Regions from separate parts of the Mus musculus genome. Here region 2 is linked to region 1. A link is a contact called in public HiChIP or PLAC-seq data. All regions are on one chromosome and are shown on one strand. The core of a region is the stretch at or near the end of the contact, and the rest is flanking DNA. Distances in the headings are between cores, read along the strand shown. Region 1 overlaps Cubn (cubilin (intrinsic factor-cobalamin receptor)). Region 2 holds the start of Cubn (cubilin (intrinsic factor-cobalamin receptor)).

What was found. HiChIP or PLAC-seq counts read pairs in DNA pulled down with a chosen protein or histone mark.
Region 2: a contact with region 1 is called in an H3K27ac HiChIP or PLAC-seq map of embryonic fibroblasts, with 28 read pairs. The contact joins the promoter of Cubn here to the enhancer-like site in region 1. A contact is called at or near these places in 3 of 39 promoter capture datasets (the 3T3-L1 cell line, the C10 cell line and macrophages), 1 of 15 datasets of contacts at CTCF or cohesin (the NIH/3T3 cell line), 11 of 484 Hi-C or Micro-C datasets (the AtT-20 cell line, CD4 T cells, the HPC-5 cell line and 7 more), 7 of 115 datasets of contacts at active chromatin or transcription factors (CD8 T cells, Th17 cells, a colorectal cancer cell line and 4 more) and 3 of 9 other capture datasets (adipose tissue, embryonic stem cells and liver).

What each region holds. Positions count from the first base shown.
Region 1 is chr2:13,411,486-13,416,028 of GRCm38.p6, forward strand. All of the region lies in intron 27 of Cubn (cubilin (intrinsic factor-cobalamin receptor)), which reads right to left. Among named protein-coding and RNA genes, the nearest start is that of Cubn, 78 kb to the right of the region's middle. Within about 2 kb of position 2,271, at least 226 of the 459 cell types and tissues checked have an H3K27ac peak or open chromatin away from gene starts, as enhancers often do. A contact at or near this core is called in the AtT-20 cell line, CD8 T cells, the NIH/3T3 cell line and 7 more, where this site is marked.
Region 2 is chr2:13,489,017-13,493,335 of GRCm38.p6, forward strand. It overlaps Cubn (cubilin (intrinsic factor-cobalamin receptor)), which reads right to left and starts at 2,860. Exons shown (of 67, transcript NM_001081084.2): 1 at 2,685-2,860; 2 at 2,165-2,294; 3 at 882-977; 4 at 303-341. The coding sequence starts at 2,797.

The DNA.
Region 1 (4,543 bases), core at 1,021-3,520:
TCCTGCAGTGACTATGTGTTCTTTTTTGATTAGTTAAGTCTATTTTAAATACATTATCTCTGTAGAACTATTCACATCATAACATAAATATGTCTTAGTAATGTTTGCCATATTAGAATTACAAACTCCTCTAGGTTTCCAGTCACTCAGCTGGCCCACTAAAATGTTCTGCTATTTCCATATCTCTTTTCTGTGTTTAGAATCAAACATCAACATTTGTCTTAAAATGTTGTTACAGAAAGTAATCTGTTCCAGCGTTATTTTCAAGCCATTTAATCCTGAGCATATCCTTTTTCATGGTAACTATTATTAATTATTCTAATTCTTTATTAAAATGAAGTCTTTAGAAGTCCATGGACTTCTATAAATATTGAATTTTATGATCATTGATGGAGCAGTGAATAACTTGTCCCTCCCCAGGGAGGAGGGAAAGACTTTGAGAGCCAAACACACTCTCCTGTGGATACATATGGTTAGTTCCATAGGCTATAGCCTTCAATTGTCCTGTCATAGTAAAACACTAAATGCTTTAAACATATATTATTGTGCCTTCCAATGGCCTGAGCATCTGCTGCAGATGGAAAAGCTTAGTTCATAGAACAAATTAAAATTATGGAACCTTGAGCCATAGAGACCTAGAGTGCTTTTGCCTGCCTCTTCTTCCAGGTTGCCAGAAGAAAGAGTAAGCCTGCTAAGTAAGAACTAAAATTAAAGTGTTTTCACATGTTTTAATGTATAAAAAGGAAGCAGAAGGGAGCTGTGAACAGTGGCCCCCAATATAGATCAAATAGATATGAAAATGCAGTGATTATTCTGCAAGCCAACTTTAAAAGCTAATATATGTATGTTTGTATGTATGCATGTATGTATGTATGCATGTATGTATGCATGCATGTGTGTATGCATGTGGGTATATAATGTCTCTAATGCTGCAATTGGAAATCTTCCCCATTTAAAAAGTTAAACCAGAATTCCTAACTAAGATTTATGATATTTAAAACTTAACCTTGTGACCAGCATTTCCTACCAGTGCAGTGTGCCTGTATGCATGATCCTCCCTGTGCAGTCTGCATGCACCCATGGTCCTCCCTTTGCAGTGTGCCTGTACCCATGGTCCTCCCTGTGCAGTGTGCCTGTACCCATGGTCCTCTCTTTGCAGTGTGCCTGCACCCATGGTCCTCCCTGTGCAGTGTACTCACAAGCATTGATAGTAGATGCCTCTGGACTTTTCTGCTTTGGGCTTAAGTATGGGAGGAAGAGAGGTGGAAAGTTGTGGGAAATAATGTCAAACTTTGTGCATGTAAAGGGATTTTTAAGTGGCTTAACGGTAGTTTGGGAAATTGTGGTAGGTTTTGTTCTTATTCATCTGAATCCTATGCTTCAAGTTCGAGAGGCTATGAGGAGCAGAGACCAGAGCTCTTTTGAACCAAAGGCTGGTTGTTTGAAGGCTGCAGCTCTGCATCATTTTATATAGCAAACTAGTCAGTTGAAAATTCTTCATCGTGAGGATGGTCAGAAAAGGGCAACGATTTTCTTTTCTTCTCCCAAAGACAGGGGTCTTAGGTAGCCAGTCTGATTGTAAATGGATCCTCCTGCCTCAACCTCTAAAGTGCTGTGATGTGTGTGTGTGTGTGTGTGTGTGTGTGTGTGTGTGTGTACCACCACTCTCTGTCTGAAAAGAATTTTGATCGCCTAAAAAATAAAGAATTCATATATTTTTATAATTTAAAAAAAATCGCCGGGAAGTGGTGGCACACACCTTTAATCCCAGCACTTAGGAGGCAGAGACAGGAGGATTTCTGAGTTCAAGGCCAGCATGGTCTACAGAGTGAGTTCCAGAACACAGCCAGGGCTACACAGAGAAACCCTGTCTGGAAAAACAAAACAAAACAAAAAAATCACATTTTACCCAGACAATTTTGGAGTCAACATCTTGTCTAAGATGCATCTTGGACTGCTTAATGACGTAAGAGAGATCAGCTTCATTGCTATACTTTTCAAAATTCTGAATGTGGATTATCCTAGTAGAAAGCTATATTCTCCCAGCTGGTATGGAGACAAAACTAAATGTCTGGCCTATAGAATGCACTTAAACTCACTTGTGAGTGGCAGGTGCTCTACTGTAAGCAGGGCTATTAGCAGACAGCTAACGTTGTGGAAGCCCACTTCCTCTAAAGGACTGTTCCAGGAAACATGACTCATCTGCTCAGGAAATGAGCAAGGAGGCGCGCCCTGATCAAAGAGTCAAACCCACTGTGGCTCACACACACAAAACCTCTTCTGCTTCTCTGCTTTGTTCTAACCAGGAAGGGAGCTTTTAATTACCAGGCTTCAGACAGAGAAGCTCTGTGGCTTTTGGAAGAAGGCTGAGAGGCAGAAGGAAGGAGCTGTGCTGTTCACACATGGGGACACTCTGTGTACAACTCTGTTATCATAAAGGGGAAAATGTTTGTAGACTATGGCTTTTGGGGTGGACACATAAGTATTTATGTGTGAAGGGTGTATTTTTGAGCACGTGGGTCTAAGCACATGTGAATGCTGCTGTGTGCAGGCCAAAGATCAACACTGGATGTCTTCAATTGCTCTCTACTCTGTTTAAGACAAAGTTTCTTCCCAATTTGACTAAGTTGGCTGGCCAGATCCAGGGATCCTCCTGTTTCCACATGCCTATCCCAGTGCTGGGGTTACAGAGATGTGAGGTGTACTATCACACCCAGCTTTTTACACAGGAGTCTGAACGCAGGTGCTCTTGCTTGTGTGACAAATACTTAGTAACTGAAACAACTCCCCAGGTCCCAAATACAGCTTTTGACAGTGCAAAAGGCTAGGGGCTGAACCATAGTCTGGGAGATTCTTTTTTTTTTAATATTTTTTATTACATATTTTCCTCAATTACATTTCCAATGCTATCCCAAAAGTCCCCCATACCCTCCCCCCCCCCACTTCCCTACCCACCCATTCCCATATTTTTGGCCCTGGCGTTCCCCTGTACTGGAGCATATACAGTTTGCGTGTCCAATGGGCCTCTCTTTAGTCTGGGAGATTCTATTCATGCTAGAATAATAATGCACTGTTTATGGGCATGTGTCCTATGCTGGGCATTACTGGGGGTTAAAATGCCTAGCAACTCTGCAATGAAGTCTCTACAAACTGAGGTGAGTGCAAGTGTAGTTAATGCAGAATTGTGAAATGCATCAATGATGCAAAGAAAACTGATTGTTTTCTTCACCCCAATTTTCTTTCTAAAAGCCAAAAAATGTTAAATTGTAGCAAATATACTCATTCTTTGTTAAAGGATTATAGAGAAGCACGGAGCAGTTTTTAAGGCCGTTACTAACAGTTTCCAAACCTTCAATGTGTCAATGGAACCTCTCCATTCTGTTTCCTCAAAGAGCTTCAGTTAAATCAGTAGACTAGAATATGGGTGTTGTCATTTCTCATTTATACTTTGTGCAAGGTGCCAAGATGCATCGAGGAAGCTGGCTGCAGTCATCAGCAAAAAGAAAAGGAAGAATTCTAAACGAGGGGCCACTAATTCCCTCCGCCTGCAGGATGGATGCACTATGAATCCCTATGGCTGGCTCAGGAGCTCTGCTTCGATTAGTACCGCGAACAGCAGTTAGCATTGTTTGCTGTGTGCTAGGCCCTGTTCTCATTCTTTGTGTGTATTAGCTCATTTACTTTGATTGTTCCATTTTACTGAGGGAAATGACACCCAGAGACTGAACAACCCATCCATGGTTATTCAAGCTTAGATTTAAACCCAGGCTTACTGGCTCTAGAATCTTCTTTCTAAACCGTCATGCTCTACTGAGCAGCATAGAAAGGACTGAGCAGGTCTGCAATAGAGCCCGATGCTTAAGGGTCACTTCTAGCCAGGGAATATTTGAGGAACATGAAGCTTTATTCTTACCACCCCACAGCTGTCAGCAGGCTCAACTGATTTGATTAAACCCTCCTTGAACAGATTTGATTCTAATAATGGGCTCCTCAACTGCACAAGTAAGAAATTTCATTTCCAATGATATTTTTCAAGGAGAACTAAAGAAGACTACTATTAGACTGACAACAGAATTTCTGGATCTTGAGAGATTGTTCGGGAACCCTGCATGGAAGCAGTTGTATGGACATGTGACCAGCAGTTATGTGCAAATACAAACATGTTTTTTCATTTCCCTTTTTGGAGAGGTTAGGAAAAAACAAACTTTAACTGGATAGAAACTTCTGTCTTTAAACAGATTCCAAGAGAGAAAGAGAAGACAAAATCCTAAGCAGAGCTGCATCTGTGGACTAAGGGGACGTGGAAGTCAAAGGCCACCCACAGAGAGCTCTGGGGCTGCTGAGGATTCTAGCTCTCTGCTGGGGGAGGAGACAGATGCCACTGGGCTGAGCTGCTGGTTAGCTGGAGGAACACAGATGGCATGTTCAAGAGAGGGATACTGCACTAAGGGTGAAAAACATCTTCCTCAAATGTCCAAGAATGAATGCTAAGTTCTCTCTGCAAGGATGGAAGAAGAGTCAAGAAAGCAATTCTAGAATGTTC
Region 2 (4,319 bases), core at 1,610-4,109, 78 kb after region 1:
GGAGGCAGGAGCAGGAATCAAACAATGGAAAATCAAGTCCTTGGTATTGATTGACCGCTTAAAATGAAACTATTGATTCATTTATATTACTACTACTATTTATTATTATTATTATTTTAGGTTAATTCATACTATGTATATCAAGGTGGTCTGTAACTTGCTACGTACGGTAAGCTGGATTCAAACTCTCAATACTCCTGGTTCGGTCTCCTGAGTACTAGGTTTACAGAGGAACAACAGCCATATTTACCTTAGAAATGTTGCTTACATATTTTCGGTGACTATCCATCCGTAGAACTTACCTGCTGTAAGCTTTGAAAATCTCTCTCAAGATCCACGAGCTGTAGCAGCGGGGAAGAAAATGCACCAATTACCGAGCGCAGAGACTGTCACGTGATGTTACCCATTGCTATGCTGCTCTTTTAGGGACTCATTTTGCTTGGTTGGTTTTCATTCATTATTTTCCCCCTCCTTATTCCCTTCCCTTCTGGGGTTTCTTTCTACCTGTAAATTTTTAAAGGTCTTTTAAAAAGAAGTTCAGCCCACTGATAAGCTGACTCTCTGTTTCCTTCACAAGGAGATTACAGCACAAAGACAGTGATAACCCCCCCTTGGTTCGCAAGGAAGATGCTATCAAGACTTGAACAAAGCCAAGCCTTGGGCAAGGGAGATGCTATCAGAACTTGAACAAAGCCTTGCCGTAGTGCTTACTGCCTTCTGCCACTACCACTCCCTAGCCTCCATTACAGCTATGCCACTTGACCCCAAAGTTCACAATGTAACGATAAACAGCTAACGACAAAAGAGCTCACTACGTACAAAGTTGGATTGACAAGAACTCATGGCTCTTACCATGAGCGCAATGCATATGTCGACCTTACCTTCGAGTTAAGTTGGTGGACTTGACTAAGTATATTTTGAGGAAGACCAGTTGTATTCCTTTTTAAATCTATAATATCATCTTTGTTTCTCTGGATCTAATATTTTAAAAAGAAAAAGAAAAGAATAACAATATGGAAAAATATTTCCATCTTACAGGAGCAAGCACTAAAGCTTCATTATTATAAATTCAAAACATGTGGCAAAGCTCAGTTGACTCTTCTAGAGCTACAATGACTTTTGTATATGTATTTTCCCATAATGTAATAACGTTTTAGAGTGCATATTAAGAAGTGTGGTAGTCTTGGGCTATAGCTCAATGAGAGAGAGCTTGACTACGATATAATTTAAAACTTTCTCCATTCAACCCCTAGTAACACAAAAATGTATGCTTTTGAATGAGACCTTTTGAATTTTAAATCTTGCCCCAATTACTTATTGTCTATTTTTGGACATTAAATATTTGCCCACTTTGTAACTCATAAGTGGAATAATAATCAACACTTTCATGGGGGAGTCCTGAGAGTCAAGCAATATAACACACAAGTGCATGACCCAGCCGCAGCATGTGATGTTATTAATGCTGAGTATGGAAAGCGTTCAATAAAGTATTAGAGTAACTGACTACTCTGCTGTGGCAATAGTGCTGCAGAACACATCTGTGCCTGCTCTGGTCCCCTCCTTATTGCCCCACACAATGCACAGAACACATCTGTGCCTGCTCTGGTTCTCCCTTTTCCCTCCCTGCAGAACACATCTGTGCCTGCTCTGGTCCCCTCCTTATTGCCCCACACACACTGCACAGAACACATCTGTGCCTGCTCTATTTCCCCTTTATTCCTTCTATGCAGAACTCATCTTCCCTCCCTATAGAACGCATCTGTGCCTGCTCTGGTCCCCTCCTTACTTCCTCTCTGGTAGAGGAGCTCTGACTTTCTGGCTCTTCTCTGAATGGTGAAATCTGTCCCTAAGCAATGAGCCTCCTCTTCTGGCATTGACCCCTCTCTCCTCACCATGAAGTCTTTATAAGGCTTCTTTTTCTCATTACAGATGGTTGTGAGCCACCATGTGGCTGCTGGGATTTGAACTCAGGACCTCCGGAAGAGCAGTCAGTGCTCTTAACCACTGAGCCATCTCTCCAGCATAAGGCTTCTTTTTAAGACCTGATCTTATGGTTGTGTTTTCTGTGCTCAGGATTCAAGGTGCTGACTAATATTGAGCTGGTCAATTTAAGCTAGTATATATTGATTAACAAAGCAAGAGCTGTGTTTTCCCAGTGCATTACCTGGTGTAAACATTCGCCAAGGTCATCATCATTTAATTTGATTTTCCCCAGGGAACCAGTTCTAAATTCAATGTTTTGGGCAGAGCTTGTAAGAAACACTAAGTTTCCCTCCTCCGTAGTCATCCGAGGCCTATACAATTTGAGCAGAGAATTCATCAGTAATTAGCACATAGAGTTTTAAATTTTAAACCAAGTTTCTTGCGGAATAATGATAGACTTGCTATACATATCCTCATTTCACACTCAATCCAACCAAACCGTCTCTATTCATCTATCATTATTTCTCTGAGAATTTCTTAATGATATATTTCCCAGGAATCGCAGATGTGACTCACTCACAAGTGAACAAAGACCATTTGTAAATCAGAAAACAGTTCTTTATACCAGCCCAAATCTTCTCCCCAGGGGCTTTTTAACATCGCTACTTTCCTTGAGAAACTTTGACTTCTCGTGTTATTTGTTACGGACAGCAAGGATAGACTCCAGTCCCTTAGCAGAAATAAGCCACGCTTATACTTACTGGTGGAGATCAGCAATTCTTTTCTGTAGCTTCTGCTCTGGTGTTCCAGTTTCACCGTCTAATCCGGGTACCATCAATAAAGTAACAAAACCCCAGAGAAAATGTGAGGCCATGCTCCGCAGCTCCCCCGCTCACCTCGCCGGCAAGAGGGAGACCACTCTGGCCAGCTGAGTCCAGAATTTGAGGGCTGCTTGCAGCCAGTTGCTCTTTGATCAGCAAAATATTCTTTAACTTTCCAGTCTTTCCAAGAAGGCTTAAGTTATTTTGCTCCTTCCTGAAGAATGTCAATGATCTTAGATCTCTAGTACTGTTCAACTTGTGAGGGGTCAAAATCTACCTTAAGTTATGCACAACTTAATCATTATTTGCTTAACCTTTGAAACAGTAACCAGCGGCTCCGGAATCATCCACTGAAGGAATCCTTGCTTAGGAGGCTCTCAGCTTTTGGTAAATAGTGCTGGAGAAATAGAATTTCTGCAAAAGAAGTGATTTCTTTATCTCATACTGTGCATAAAGGTTACTGCTAAGTGTTCTTCGGAGCCCCAAATTTAAGAAGAAATGGGGAAGAAGTCGTGACCGTGGATTTGCACTCATTTCTCGGCCCTGAACCACAAAAGTAGGAACAGTAAAACCAAAAAGAAACCAGGAGAAGGAGTCAGTGTCAAAATTCAAGAGGATTCAAAGGCAACTTCAGGGGATCAGCTTACATCAGTGGGGAGCCACAGGGAAGTGGCCCCGAGTTCCAGTAAATAATCCTCACCATGTTCACCTAGGCAACCCTAATGAAGCCCAGGAGGCCACACCTGCACACAGGCATGAAAAGAGTACGAACTTTTTTGTTTTGTTTTGTTTTGTTTTGTTTTGTTTTGTTTTGTTTTGTTTTGTTTTGTTTTTGAAAGAAGGGGCTCAGTGAGAGCAGGGAGAGGATAGGAGAAGGCAATGGGATGAATATAATCAAAATATATGACATACATATATGAAACTGTCAAAGAAAAAAATAGTTGTATTTTTAAAGTAACTCAAAGAAGCAAAGGAAGTAGTTGGAAAACATATATACCAAATGAGATTAACATCCAGAACTTAAAAAAAAAAAAAAAATCCCACAATTTAACAAGAAAGTATGCAACAAAAAAAAAAAAAAAAAAAAAAGCCAAAGAACAGAGTGGAAATACCCTCAGAAAAGACTTACAGACATTTGTGACCATATGGCTAGCAGCTCTGCTAATCTGGTGACTCTAAATCAAAACCATGAGACATAATTCCATACCCAGTAAATGGCACTGCTACTATAGAAAAGAGCATAGAGATTCCTAGAATTACAGGTTCACACTACCACACCCAATATACAATAGAATGTTTTTCAGCCATAAAAAAAAAAAAAAAAAAACAAATCAGCACACACTACAAAGTAGATACAGGAAAGTGAAAGAAAACCACCATCTACGAGCCTGCTTACATACGGTGCCTGGATGAGTTTGACTCTGATACAGAAACCGAGAATGGTGATTGCTGCAGGCTACAGTGCAGGAGAATGAGGGCTCCCTGTTTAATGCTTGTAGAGATCCACAGAGAAAATACAAAAGGCTCTGATGAGCCGCAGATGCAATGGCAGAAGTACAAGCCTATGGACCACAA